Linked DNA regions of Zea mays: all the other regions are linked to region 1. A link is a contact called in public Hi-C data. All regions are on one chromosome and are shown on one strand. The core of a region is the stretch at or near the end of the contact, and the rest is flanking DNA. Distances in the headings are between cores, read along the strand shown.

Region 1 (3,553 bases), core at 381-2,880:
CTCTGTAGTCCCCTTCTTTGCCGATGACTCTATAAGGCTTGCCACTTGGATAAGGCCCAGCTTTTCTGTGTCAGTACCTGCAAAAATTGACATATTAGACTTTACTAGCAAATATGCCCGTGCATTGTAATGGAAAACGATACAAGTAGAGAAAAATATCCTAATAGTGGGGTGCAGTGGCGACCAACAAAAGATAGTTCGAGGTTCCTTACATGTAATTGATATGTGTGCGACAGTGCGAGTCATTTATGTCCAGAAAACTTGGATTGCAGAATGCATATAGCTAATACACTTCACACTTACACACAGAATTATCACAATCGTAGGGTCTGTGCTAATGAATAAACGATTCATCCAGTTGAAACCAATCAAATAAGCAAATAATATATTTGGGGGGGGGGGGGGGGGGGGGGGGGGCATTCAGAAATTTGTGCTTGCCTGTAAAATCAAATTAGCTATTTGATTCTGGTGCAATGTTCCATAACGGAACAGTCCACAGTTAACACACAGAAACATCACAAAGCGCACAGCCCATCATCGTGTCCAATTACCAGCACTAGTAAAGTACAGGTACTGATAAGAAATGCGGCCATTACTATAGCTGAGGTACCATTATGATGGCATCCTATGAAAAAGTCAATCATAAACAAATTATCATGGGGCGAAACAATATGTTACTATAGTTGTAGAAAAAAAAACCTTACATTGATTCAACTAACAAGTCCTAGTAAAGTATTCCTTAAAAAAATAGTCAGTGTAATGGAACTACGGACTGAAGATATGGTAAGAGGAAATAAATCTGGGTGACAAGAAAAATTGACAACACAAAACAAGGACAAGTCAACATAAACCACACCAATCAAACGATCAACTTGGTTTGTAACAGCTAATCAACTCAGGTTTGGACAACGAAATCGAACGGAATAGCGTAGCGCCTGCGGAGCGAAAGCTCACCTAAATTTGCAGGGGAAATACAGATACCGAGAGACCGATTAGGAAGGAGTAGTAGTACCTGCCGAAGCAGCACGACGCAGCGACGAGACGGACTTGGGTTCCAGTCCCAAGCCGCCCTTGCTCCCGCGACCAATCTCGGCTGGCGCGGCGTCCAGCTCCGTGTTCCGGGTGGCGTCGACCTCGACGACCTCGTCGTGGTCCACCGCGGCACCACCCGTGCCGCTCCTGGCCCCGGCACCACCGCCGGGGGACAGAAGACGCGACGCCCGCTGGATGAGGTCGTCGAAGAGCCTGAACCGCCTCTCGAGCTCGAGGACGTGCGCGGCCTCCTTGCGCTGCTGCAGCGCGCGGAGGCGCACGGAGCTGCGCCGGGCCTCCCACAGCACGTCGAGGAGCTCGGGCGGCGCGCCCCCGCGCGCCAGCGCCTCCTCCCTGTCGATCTCGGCGAGGCGCGCCTCCTCCTCCGCGGCCGCCGACGCCAGCACCGCCGCCGCCGCCTCCACCTCCTCCACGGCCGGGCGCGGCGGCAGCTCCCGGTACAGCCGCGTGAGCTCCTCCACGGCGCCCGCCGTGGCCGGGGACGTCGTCGGCCCGGCCGCGGCCATCTCCGTGCCGTACCCGCGCAAGCTCCGCGGAGGATGTCGTCGCGACTCGCGAGAGCGTAGGTAGATGGAGATGGAGATGGAGAGCGAAAGAGTGGAGCGGCCGCCGGCTGGTAATGATGGTTCGGCGTAGACGGGTGGGCCGTGGGCGTGTATAAAGAAGGTGCGGAACAGGAGGGCGTAATTGTGACTGTGAATCCAAATGTCTGGAGTGGAGACGGGACGGGGTCGGGATTAGAATGGATGCGAGGGAGCTCAACGCGAAAGAAAGAGGGAAGTGGCGGCTCCAGCCGGCGGGATGCCAGCGCTTAGCTGGCAGAGGACCGGGCGTGTCCAGTAGGATCTGGAACGAGGTGACTCAGCCCCCAGGGGCAACTGCCATTTGTGTGACCCTTCTGCCTTTATTAGTCCTGTCACAAAGATTTGACAATTATCGCCACTTCATATATAATTATAGCTGGATTTAGAGCCGAACGTCTTCTGCTCGCCAGACCTGCTCTGCTGCGTGTTTTTTTTATTTGCTGCACTTGTTTAAATTTGATTTGAGGGGGGACCCAGAGCATCGCGTGATGAGCGACAGGTAATGCCTGCTAACACTGCGACTAGATTATTGTTTCGTTCGCTTCGGTCCACTCGATGACAGTACAGCAAGAATTTTTCAACGGACAGAATGGGAGGCCGCCGCCGCCCCGGTTTTGGACGTACGTACCCAGGCTGCCCATTCCTGGCGACCTCGTGCGTACCGGACGGCCGATGGTAGTATATGAGCCTGTCCGAGAGCGCTCCGGCTCCAGAAAACCAGATTACCAAGTACTCCAGCTCAACCGTGGATCTAAAATTTACAACATCATTTATTAAATGATGTCTATTAAGCGATATATAAATACTAATTAAAAAAACAAAAGAGATAGAGATGCGAAGAGCTCGTATCTACACCCGTGCGTATGGAAGAACCTGCCGATGGCCCTATCCGAGGACGAGAAAAGACGCAACTCCCTCCGACTTCGTCGATCGAGATGGGCGCCAATGCTGGCCGTTGCATTGGACGGTCGATAGAAACAAAAGCAAACCGAGCTCTCCCATGCATGTTTTCCTTCGTCAACGGCCGGCTGCCTAGACACGCTTTTACCGGATCCAATGCGCCGTTGTTTGCTCTCTCAGCTAAACTAGAGCCTCTTTGCTTCGGTCCAGCCCGCATGCCGTCTACTGGATGGGCGACGAGCTGGTTGAGGAGTCCTTGTTTCATTTTGGTAGTTGGGTACCGAATTAGTTAGACTTTACTTCAAAAAATTAGGTGGACTAATACGAGCTTAGACGGAGACACACATACGCACGCTAGCTAGCACGAACTCTAGATACATGTAGTAGGAAATGGATTGGAGTTGTTCAAATGCTCAATTGTGTGTCAATAAAGAAGCTCATTGCATATAGGAGGACACCGACATAGTGTCATGTGACTAGGTGGAAAAATTAAGGTCCTGTTTGTTTTAGGTTTTTTTTAGCTTCTGGCCAACAAAAGCTATTTTAAACTGTTAAACGCTTAGCTTTTCAACTCGTTTCTATAAAAATCGATTTAGTAAAAAACCATCCAAAAACCAACATAAACACATAATCGGTCAAGTCGATGTAATAGTATGAATCTGTCACTTTCTATATCTTGAACTCTATGCGTACAATTATCTTCATTTGCACGTAATCTTCACGGTACCTAGATCTATCCTACAGCCAAATTTTTTTCCCATTAGAAAAAACTGAACCAAACAAGCCATAATAGCATGGCTTAGCTACGATGAGGCGGTTAAGTATAAAGGACAGGTCAGAGGCTTTAGAAGCGACGGACCGTATGTGGCGGAGAACTTGATGTTGATATACCAAACAATGATGGAGCACAAGCAGAATTGCAATCGATGAAACCAATAAACTACCGGTCCTTTTCTTTTTACATCTTACCCTTCTATATATCTCTCTCTGCCATCGATGTCTCGACAACATTTTTA
Region 2 (3,553 bases), core at 296-2,795, 220 kb after region 1:
GCACAGAAAATATGATTGTAGGGATAACTTGAATACTCATCAGCTGACACAGCATGAGCAAGAACTTGCTTCAACAAGTAACTAATCATCTAGACACGTTCAAAATAGGATATGCCAATTGAGAGTTTAGCTCACCATCCACTAACAGTATGTCACCAGCTTCAACATCATTTATGAAGTCATCATAGTTCACGCTGACAGTGTCTTCAGTGCTCACCCCTCTTTTAATTGTGAAATTGAACTCTTGCCCTTCACTGAGCATAATTGGCTCTGGAACATCCCCACTTCTAACTTCAGGACCCTGCATCCATCAAATTCAGTCACAAGAACTTAAGTTGCTATAGCATTTGTTTTAACATATTCACCGGGGCCTGGTGCAGCAGTGAGAGCTGTCTCACTGAGTCACCAGGTCACAGGTTCGAAGCAGCTCTCCATATTTGCGGGGGAAAGGCTTGCCTCAGTTTATCCCTTTCCCGGGCACTGGGTCTGCCAGTAGTCAGCAGAGATATACCTTAGTGTCCAGCATGATGGCAATAACATTTCCATCAGTGTTCTGTGCATTGTACTCCTTGACCAAATTGATAACCTTCTGGTGTGACTGGTGGTCACCATGGGACATATTAAGGCGTGCTACATTCATTCCAGTCTCTGCAAGCTTCCAAATCATCTCACGAGTGTTGGTTGAGGGACCTATGGTGCATACTATCTTTGTCTTCCTCCTAGAATTTGCAATAGCTGCCTGTGAAGGGATTTCACTACTAGCCTCACTATACATCTGCATCAGAAATGGTAAAATCGTCACCACATAAAGCACCTTGTCACCACATTTAGTAACCACTGAAGTGATTAACTGTCCTATCGTTCATACTCAAAAGTGAGTTTTACTTAAAAGCCCATAAAGTAAGCTAAACATTGGTTACAAATTTCAGATGGTGGCAGAAATAGCATCAGGCTCTAGACCTCAATGACCAGAACGGGCACTAAATCAGATCAATTAAAAGGAGTATCTAGACAAAATGTTATAGAAATGAGCAAACACCTACAAATGCAACGCTATTTCTGTAGTTCTATTCACCATTGAAATGACAATCATCAAATCTCTGAGTCTGGAGCTCGAGAGCAGACGACCAACCTCTGTTCAGTAACGAGCCCGCAGCAACAACTGATATTACGAGCATCAACTGCGAATTACAGCGCTTGGAATCCAATTGCCAAACACAGTACATGCGCGCGGGGAGAGGCCGAAGCCGAACTGACCGAAGCAAAACCTGACACTAATCTCGTCTGCGAACCAAATTGGCAAGCACCAACGCACACAGAAATGGAAAGGAGCTGTACACTAATACCGCCAAGCAATCAAACGTGCAAGGAGAAGGCAGAAGAGCTAAAGGATGCCACTCACCTGAGCATGCACCGCGCCGTTGGCCGTGCTGGCGGCGAGATCCGCCGTCAGCGTCTCGGTGGCGGTCGTCCGCAGCGACTGCGCCGCCACCGCCCTCCTAGGCGCCGCCGCCGGGGCTGGGTGCGCAAGCGGCCTGAGCGCGGCCGCCGTGAAACCACCGATCTCCGCCGCGGCCGCCATTAGATGTCCCCGTGCTCCCGCGCCGCACTCGAGGAGAGTAGCGCACGAGCACGACAAGTCGTGGAGGCAGGCAGGTGCGGACTGCGGATGCTGCGGCGCGAGTGTGTGGGAGGGAAAGCGCTCTCCCCGCCGCGAGGGTTTTCGTATGATATTCCGGCGAGGCCGTGGCGGTGGCCGTGGGTCGCTTCTTTATACGCCGCAGAGGGAGATGGAGGAGGCAGGCCCACGCTCAAGGTGTGCAGGGCGCGGTCCACACGATGCCTCCAGTCCTCGGTTCCAACGCCCGAGAGAGCCGGAGCTTGGAACTTGGAAGGCTCTGCTAGCTGGCACGAACCAGTGGGACACTGTTCTATTTGGGTCCATACGTCAGTGGCTGTCGATGGTCTTATGGTTCCGCATGTCAGATACGGACTAGACGAGTTGTATCTCTGTTTTTTTTCCTCGGGAGGACAGTGGAATATGCCACGACCCACGAGATGGCGGATTGGAGATGCCAACGGAGACTGACATGTGGAGCCGGCGGCAAGGGCGGAGATGGCGAGGCGGGACCGCGGGAGGGCATAGTAACCTGACGTTTGCGTCGAGGAGACCAGGCGAAACCGATGCTCTCTTCGTCTTCTTCGAGCGTCCCAAAATCTCTACAAATATTAAGAGTCATCTGTAGACTGCCCCCGCTCTCCCCTGCCTCCCACGGATCCCGCACGCGCACGGCTAACTTACCCCGCCGCCGAGGATCCCGCCGCTCGGCAAACAACCGCCTCCGAGGATCCCGCCGCCCGCCCGCCCCCACCCAGCCACGATTCCCCGCCCAACGCGCGCGGGTCACGCGCACGTCGCGCCCGACCGGCCGCCAGCCGTGATTCCCCGTCGGCGGTGGCATCTTCGACGCCTCCACCGCCTTCTTCCTCACCAGCTACACCAGCACCCTCGGTGGAGCGCAGCTGCGCGTTTTTGAGCGCCGTCAGAAGGTGGGCGGCCGCCTGGGCACCGTCACTCTCGCGGGCGACAGCTTCGAGGCCGGCGGCTCCATCATCCACCCCCGCAACCTCCACGCGCGCCGCTTCGCCGACCTCCTGGGACTCGCCGTGAAGACCGGCGGCGACGACTGGCTAGGGATCTGGGACGGCAAAAGCTTCGTCTTCCAGGGGCGACGATGCGTGTTCGTTTGGTGTCTCAGTCATAGCCACAGCCACGGTACACCAGGATCCAGCCTGGCTCCTACTCCACGGGCTCCGCCGTTCCTCACATATACCAACTCGTCCCCTCTTATCTCCGTCCACCACGCATCGTCGCCCCTCGCTCGCTCCGCAATTCCGCATCGCCTCCTATCCTTCGCCCGCCAACCTCGGCGGGTCAGAGCGTGTTTCGCGCGGGGGCTGTGGCAGGAGCAGCAGCAGCGCCATGGACCCGTGCCCGTTCGTGCGGGTGCTGGTGGGCAACCTCGCGCTCAGAATGCCGGTGGCGCCGCCCGCCGCCGGGGCCGGCGCGGGCGTCCACCCGTCCATGTCGGCGTGCTACTGCAAGATCCGGCTCGGGAAGATGCCGGTCCAGAGCGTCCCGGCGCCGCTCGTGGTCTCCGACGGCGGCGAGCAGACGCCGGCGTCCGGGGCCCTCGCCGCCGCGTTCCACCTGTCCAAGGCTGACCTGGAGTGGTTCGACGGGAAGCCCTCGCTCTTCTCGTCGCGGCGCGGGGCAGGGGAGGCTAGCCTGAAGGTGTCGGTCTACGCCGGCCGGAAGGGGAGTGCCTGTGGCGTCAGCTCCGGGGGGCTGCTCGGGAAGGCTACGGTCCCGCTCGACCTCAAGGGCGCCGAGGCCAAGCCCGCCGTGCTGCACAGCGGCTGGATCTCCATCGGGAAGCGGGCCGGGAAGGGCAGCCCGTCGGCGGCGGAGCTCTGCCTCACCGTGCGCGCGGAGCCGGACCCGCGGTTCGTCTTCGAGTTCGACGGCGAGCCGGAGTGCAGCCCGCAGGTG
Region 3 (3,553 bases), core at 377-2,876, 160 kb before region 1:
TCATGGATTTACTTGGATACTTGGGTTTAATTCAGGAATTTGATCGTATTCTGTGTTGTTTTGCTCTCTTTTGTTCCGCTGCTGATCGTTCGTGCATTCTAGCTGGTACTAGTATCTAAGTGGTGAGAGGTGACTGCTATGTCTCAACGAGGATTTGTTTGACCTGCAAAGTTTGCCTGAGGCTCTGTTTGGTTTATTTAGTCCAGAAGTCTGGTGTTTGGTTTCTTTAGTCCAAAAGTCTGGTTAGGAGACTAAAGTTTAGTCTCTACCTTGTTTAGTTCTAGAGACTAAAACTATTTAAAACACATTAAAGGGATCATAAGAGGACTAAAATACCTTTTAGCATTCTCCGTGTAACTGAAATGAAGGATGGGCAAAAGGTGAAATTTATATGGTTTAGTCCATTTTATTCACCCCAGAGACTGAAACATTTTAGTTTTAACTTTAGTCCTACCGTTTGGCAATTTAGTGACTAAATGAGACTAAAATAAAGGGACTAATCTTTAGTTCCTTTTAACCAAACGGGGTCTAAAGTGGGCATCAGATAGCACTTGAGCTGAAGGAGATTGCTCCACTGGCAGCTCGCATCATCTTCCTTTTGGAGGATGCAGACTAGAGCTACAGATATGGTCAAGAGAAATTTACGACGTGTTTGGTTTGCTCTTTAGTTTGTAGAATGATGTTTTATTCCTCGTAGACTAATAATTAGTAATAATTCTTTTTTGAGAATGCCACCACGTAGAACCAGAGCACTGCTTTAGAGCAGCGTCCCATGGGACCATCTACAAATGCAGCTCGATGGAGTAGTGTTCGATCCATCGGACCATCTACAAGTCCAGCTCGCTCTACTGTTGTAATAGTGAGAGTGTTGACATTCAGCTTCGTAGCTTTGGCAAATTAGGCCGAGGGTCTGAAGCGGCGGCCCAACCGGTCATCTGGGCTGCAGCCTATGGTACCCAGCATAGTCCTGAGCATTCTCCTTGAGGGCCTTTTGGCAACAATATTGTAATTTTATAACTGTCATAACAATAATTAATCTTTTCTAACAACATATTAATATATAATTATTGTATACTAAATGATTTTAATTTTGGGTGCGTGGTCGATATGGAAACATAGGAATAGGTGTGTGTTTGATGGTTGTAGCCCAAGTGTTGAGATCACCCTCTCGACAGCAAGGGAGGAGATGATGTGCTGGCATTTGCTGGCGCTAAAGCTCTCTTTTTTCTTATCTAGAGGAGTTGTCTTAGGAGTGGTGTGAAAGTCTGTATACGGTGGTGTGTGTCGGTTAAGTGTGTTGCTCGTGTTTTGGAGTTTCACCTCATTTTCTTCTTAATAATAAAAACAGGCAGATCTACTGCGTATTAAAAAATAATTTTAATTTATTTGAAAGTGGAATATATATAAAATTATAATACGAAACAAACGGAGCCGTATTATATAATGTGCTGTTTGCACGGTACCCAAGAAAATGCAGCACCTACCTGATGCTGGGATTTTATTTCACAGCGCACATAATCCGATGCTAAAAATGATCTATATTTGGATGCATAACGTATTTTCAAAATCTGATACTCATTATCTGCCATGAACTAAACAAGGCAAACAAAATAACTCATACAGGCAACCAGCACCTAAATGCCGTGCCGCGTCCTACCCGGGCCGCTGCCTCCACCAAAAAGCGTAACCGCACAAATTCCACCGATCCCCCTCGCCCCGGTCAAATCCTCTAGCCTCCCTGTGCCCGGCGGCGAGCCCCATGGATCCTTCCGTCGCCCGGCGGCAGGAGGCGGAGCGGTTTATGAACATCGCCGAGAAGCTCCTGATGGCGCGGGACCTCGAGGGCTGCAAGCAGTTCGTCGCCCAAGCCCTTTCCTTCGACCCCCGCACCCCGGGCGCCGACGACCTCCTCGCCGCCGCCGATGCCCTCCTCGCGGCCCAGCGTCGGCGCCTCCCGTCCGGGCCCCTCGACCCCTACGCCGTCCTTGGCCTCGACTCCGCCGTCCCGGCCTCCCGCGACCCCGACGTCGTGCATTCCCATTACCGCCGCCTCTCCCTCTTGCTCAACCGCTCCCACCCCGACCGTCCCTGCTCCCTCGCCTTCGCCGAAGCCGCCCGCCTCGTCGCCGACGCTTGGGCCTTCCTGTCAGATCCCCTCCGCAAAGCCTCCCTCGACTCCGACCTCGACGCCGCCGCCGCTGCAACTAACGCAGCGGCAGCCGCCGCCGCCGCCGCCGCCGCTCGTGTACCCATCGATCCCCATCCAGAGAAGCAGAATCAGCTGCAGTCACAGCCTCCTCCGCCGCCGCCACTTGCTCCGCAGCCAATGCAGACTGTGTCAGGCACGCCGCCACCAAAGCGCGGGCGGCCGCCGCGGGCTGCCAAAACGCCGGCGACGCCGCCTGCTCCGCAGACCGTTTCGGGCACGTCGCCAACAAAGCGCGGCCGGCCGCCGCGGGCTGCCAAACAATCGCCTGAGGTTGAACGGAACCAGGAGGGGGAAGCTCAACAGGCGCCAGTCTTCTGGACAGCTTGTCCCTCCTGCTGCCATTTACACCAGTACGACCACTCCTACGAGTCGCAAACGCTGCTTTGCCCTAGCTGCCGCCGGCCGTTTGTTGCCACTGCAATGTCCACGCAGCCGCCCATCGTGCCAGGCACAGACATGTATTACTGCTCCTGGGGGTTCTTCCCAATGGGTTTCCCTGGTGGTCCTGCATTCGCTGAACCACTCAATTCCCCGCAGCAGCAGGCACCTGCTGCTCTAGGATTTTATCCAATGGGGCCATACTTGCCATTACCAAGCCTAAGTGGCATTGTGGAAGGGGAAGGCAATAAGGCAGTTGATGCTGGCACTGGCATTCCTGTCATCCCAACAGTGGCAGCACCAGCATCAGCATCATCGCCAGCGCCGACAGCGGCAACACCAGTGGAGTTCTTACATGTGAAGGTTGGGGCAAAGAAGCGAGGGCGGCCCAAAGGCAGCAAGAACAAAAAAGCTGTGGTTGAGGTAAATTAGGGCTATGGAATGACACATGTGAAGGTTGGGGCAAAGAAGCGAGGATGCCCTGACTGCCTGAAGGCAGCAAGAACAAGAAAGTGGTGATTGAGATCGATTAGGGCTATGGCATGCTGATCGCTGCATCATTCGACATCTGCATCAGTTGTAAACTACATTGTGTATGTGTATGTGTATGGTTCTTTTCTTGCTTGCAGATGACTTGGGCACTGTAAGATGGTCGAGGGTTAGAGCTTCACCTCGATAGTTGGTCAAGAATCAGAGCTTCACCATTCATGAATTTTGGTGACTAGGTTTTTCTCCTTACTTCCATAGCGAAGTTTACCATAGTAGTCAGTTCAGGTGAGATCTGTTTTTTGTTTGTATCATCCCATTAGATGGGTGAGATGTTTCATATTGTAGGGTGGCAGCTGCTCAAGTGCCCATTATGCTGTCTGCAACTTGTAAAGATTAGGAGATGGATAATAAGCTATGTGAATGCACATTAATTATAAACACTCAGTGTGAAACTGTTGAAATTGCCAACTTTGCTTC
Region 4 (3,553 bases), core at 682-3,181, 160 kb after region 1:
TTCCATAGCTATAGATCACACTCTCCGGAATTACTCTGCCTGTAATGCAAGCACAAATTATTCAGCGCAGTCCAAAATAGCATATTGTAAACAGTATTACTGTGAATAGTGTATTGTAAACTTGAACAAAACAATAGACGATAAACCTGCAAAGAATTTACCATGACCTAAAGTATGTATTCAACAACAATCAGGAAACAAGAAGTTTTAAAATTGTACTCTCACGAGGCATAATAGCTCACAAAAGCTTATAGCTTCATCTAGCTTTTACTGATTAGGCTTATAATTAGCTCAAATGATCTACACCAGGGTGCGAACAAGGGTATTGGCAAATCAAGAATGTAATAGTAACCAGTAAACACCAAGGGGGTCTTACCAGTTCGTAGAAACTCTGGTGGAGTGTAAGCCAGGTTAGTGCTATAACTTTTCCCATCACGGCTGTTCTTCATTAATCCAAAACTTGACAAGCGGGGATCACCTTCCTGATAGGGAATAGAAATTGATTACAACAGGTGAGGTATTCTTTAGGCAGCTAAGATAATCAATTATAACAGGTGAAAAATCACATTGGCAACTTCATATGACAGTAAAATATTCCAACATAAACCTTACAGATAAAAAAAATATTTTCACAGAAGAAAATGTAGTTACAATGGAAAAGCCAGCAGAAAAAAAATGTAGTAAAAACTAGGAGGTGTCAGCAAACCTGTTGTGTACCTCATCAAAAAGTACCCTATAAGCATTCAAATCATGATAGATTTTCCTGTTCTCAGCATTGCAATGGTCGAGAGCTTGCGCAATGAAATATGCAACCCTCAGCCTCATTTCCCATGGTAACGGCTGCTTATCCCCTGAAAAAAGGCAGTGCAGAGCAGAGTCAATCAAGGGAGACAAGGTGGACAGGACACACCCACCTAGTCCGGGCAAACCACACTTTTGCAAGATCTGTGTAGGTCAAATGCAGCAATGGTGAAGGACATAAGGCGCATTAAGTCATTGTGTTAATGCAGAGGAGATTGAGATTCAGGGTTGGTGTGATGCGCCCACGGTCACCGTAGCCGTAGACGACACAACTCCAGCCCGCGAGGCCCGTATATAACAGAAAAATGCTGGAGTATCCCTAGCAGGTGGAGAGCACGTACAGTGGAAGAGATGCTTGGACAGGGTGTCGTTGGGCATGTACTCGGCGACAAGCAGCCTCTCGTCACCCTCGGCGCAGCAGCCAATGAGGTTGACGAGGCGCTTGTGCCGCACCTTCCCAACGCCCGCCGCCTCCGCCTGCAACAGCAGCAACACTGCATCACATTGCGAGATCCAAGCTGGGAGGAAACCAGACGAAGCAAGCAACGCAAATCATACGAGGAACTGCTGCGGGTCAGGCCAGGAGAGGCGCGAGAAGCGCTTGACGGCGATGAGCCGCCCGCCGTCGAGGCGGCCGCGGTAGACGGCGTTGGGCGCCTTCTCGCCGCTCTCGGAGACGATGAGGTCGGCGCTGAATCCCTTGGTGGCGGCGCGCAGCTCGGCCAGAGCAAACTCCCTGAACACCGGCACCGCGCGCTTCACAGCCTCCTTGTCGTCACCGTCGCCTTCCCCGTCGGCGCCGCCATTCGCCGCCTCTGCCATCCGATTGGACACAGCAGCCAGACGCAAGCACGCGCCGCGGATTAGATGGATTCGGCGGGGTTAGGGTTTAAGCGGCGGCGGCGGGGGCGTGACGCTTACCAGGATCTGCAGGCTTGTCGGCGGGGAGAGCGGCGGCGTCGTTGGGCGGCAGGGGCCCCGCCACCTTCGACTGGAAGCATCCCATGGGCGGGAATGGAGATCTAGGATGATTAGCGAAGCAAGATCAATCTGGCCAGTGGGAATGGGAGTGCGAGTGTGCGAGAGCGTGAGCTCAACTCGACTCCAGTCCAGCGCGGGGTAGTGTGGAATGGAGCAGCAGCCGCAGACTGAGCTCCTGATGAAGGTGGGAGTAGGAGGCACGAGGCAGGGCACCGAGAGAAGCGCGGCAGTACACAGGGGTTGCCGGGTGGGGATCCGGTAGGTAGGTGCGCCCGCAACACCAAGCCTCCCCACCTCCGGCTTTCTTTCGTTTTTATAAAAATAAAACTAAGGGTGTGTTTGGTGTGGCGCCTAAGCCGTCACATGCCACACTTTTAAGCCACAAGTGTTCACACTTGTGGCTTAAAAGTGTGGCGCGGTGTGGCGGCGCCGCCCCAAACACGCCTTAAATATCTCTAAAAAATCTCGTGCCATTACTATTACTTTTCTAAATAAATTTCGTACAATTTAAGGTGGTGTGTCATTTCGTCTGACTGAAATGAACGGTTTCCCATAAAAAACGTGGAAGGTTGGCCGCCACACTTGTGGCTTAAAAGTGTGGCACGATGTGGCGGCTTAGGCGCCACACCAAACACGTCCTAAATACCTCTAAAAAATCTTGTGCCATTACTATTACTTTTCTAAATAAATTTCGTACAATTTAAGGTGGTGTGTCATTTCGTCTGACTGAAATGAACAGTTTCCCATAAAAAACGTGGAGGGTGGCTCCCGTCCCCACCCCATCCACGCACCTTAAATCTTAAATTCATGCTTTCCATTCATATTTAAATACCTCCTCAAATACTCTTCACTCACTTTTTCTCCAATCATTCCTTAGCTCCTCTTTTGATTTTCAAATGAACTATTTGACTGTTTATATTAGGTTTTAAAGTTTTAAAAATACTACAATATTTATAGTACAATAATATATATTGTTATCACGTAATTGAATTTAAAAATTAATTTCACAATTAATGTATTTATTAACGAAAGGACATGTTTGGTTCGCTGACTCGCCTGCCACAGTTTGTCACATCTAAGATTAGATATGTTTAATCGAGTTAGGTGTGTGTTTGTTTTGTAACCACAATTGGGACGAAAATTTTCTCCTCCTATATAGACCCCGCTCGTCAATGTGGCATAAAGTGTGGTAAAATTTCCTTAAACGTGTCTACATAATTTAATTGCCTAACCTTACAAAGGTGTGGCGGAAAATACATGGGATTTTTTGGCACCTAAACATGCAACTAAACATGACTATGCCCCGTTGCAGGACATCGGTCACCAAACGTACGCGCTCGCAAGGGGGTGTGAGCGTGGGTGTGACCGTGTGAGCCTTCGACTATCTCTAATAGGTAGTGTAAAATAGCGAATGTGAAACTGTAGACGACACTGTTTGACAATATTCGCAGAGTAAAGCTTAAAATAGCGGGTGCCATAGAAATGGGATAAAATATCTGCTAGAGATAGCCTTATCTCGACTCCTAAAATTAAATATATTTGTTTTTAATTAAATATATAATACAATATTAATATGGGACTCCATAAAACTTGGTGTTTGAATTTTTAGCTTTCTCACGGACGAAGGTTGTTACATACTGTATTTTATATAGCTTTGATTCGTTCTGATTTATGTAAGACATAATATATAACTTGCGGTTAGTTAGAAATCTGTTAGATAAAATCACAAACCCAACGACTCTGATCCGTGTTGGCAAAAAAAATAACAATT

Evidence for each region. A called contact is a pair of places that touch in the nucleus more often than the background predicts.
Region 2: a contact with region 1 is called in a Hi-C map of tassel, with 2.0 times the contacts expected there. The contact joins the promoter of LOC100272999 here to the promoter of LOC109942247 in region 1. A contact is called at or near these places in 2 of 25 Hi-C or Micro-C datasets (ear and tassel).
Region 3: a Hi-C map of leaf shows a contact between it and region 1, with 6 times the contacts expected there. The contact joins the promoter of LOC103638902 here to the promoter of LOC109942247 in region 1. A contact is called at or near these places in 5 of 25 Hi-C or Micro-C datasets (bundle sheath, ear, leaf and 2 more).
Region 4: a Hi-C map of ear shows a contact between it and region 1, with 2.4 times the contacts expected there. The contact joins the promoter of LOC100282511 here to the promoter of LOC109942247 in region 1. A contact is called at or near these places in 4 of 25 Hi-C or Micro-C datasets (ear, leaf and tassel).

Annotation. Positions count from the first base shown.
Region 1 is chr9:118,403,245-118,406,797 of Zm-B73-REFERENCE-NAM-5.0, forward strand. It overlaps LOC109942247 (plant intracellular Ras-group-related LRR protein 5-like), which reads right to left and starts at 1,631. Exons shown (of 3, transcript NM_001351093.1): 1 at 1,013-1,631; 2 at 1-77. The coding sequence starts at 1,559.
Region 2 is chr9:118,619,508-118,623,060 of Zm-B73-REFERENCE-NAM-5.0, forward strand. LOC100272999 (Pyruvate kinase) reads right to left here and starts at 1,546. Exons shown (of 12, transcript NM_001147449.1): 1 at 1,403-1,546; 2 at 512-775; 3 at 136-301. The coding sequence starts at 775. LOC109939156 reads left to right here and starts at 2,456. Exons shown (of 1, transcript XM_020544090.3): 1 at 2,456-3,553. The coding sequence starts at 2,984.
Region 3 is chr9:118,241,755-118,245,307 of Zm-B73-REFERENCE-NAM-5.0, forward strand. It overlaps LOC103638902 (protein transport protein sec31), which reads left to right and starts at 1,627. Exons shown (of 5, transcript XM_035962635.1): 1 at 1,627-3,553. The coding sequence starts at 1,760. The coding sequence ends at 3,019. LOC100192715 reads left to right here. Exons shown (of 5, transcript NM_001358085.1): 5 at 1-46.
Region 4 is chr9:118,567,768-118,571,320 of Zm-B73-REFERENCE-NAM-5.0, forward strand. It overlaps LOC100282511 (ATP binding protein), which reads right to left and starts at 1,932. Exons shown (of 10, transcript NM_001155420.2): 1 at 1,723-1,932; 2 at 1,360-1,616; 3 at 1,143-1,278; 4 at 718-851; 5 at 377-482; 6 at 1-39. The coding sequence starts at 1,807.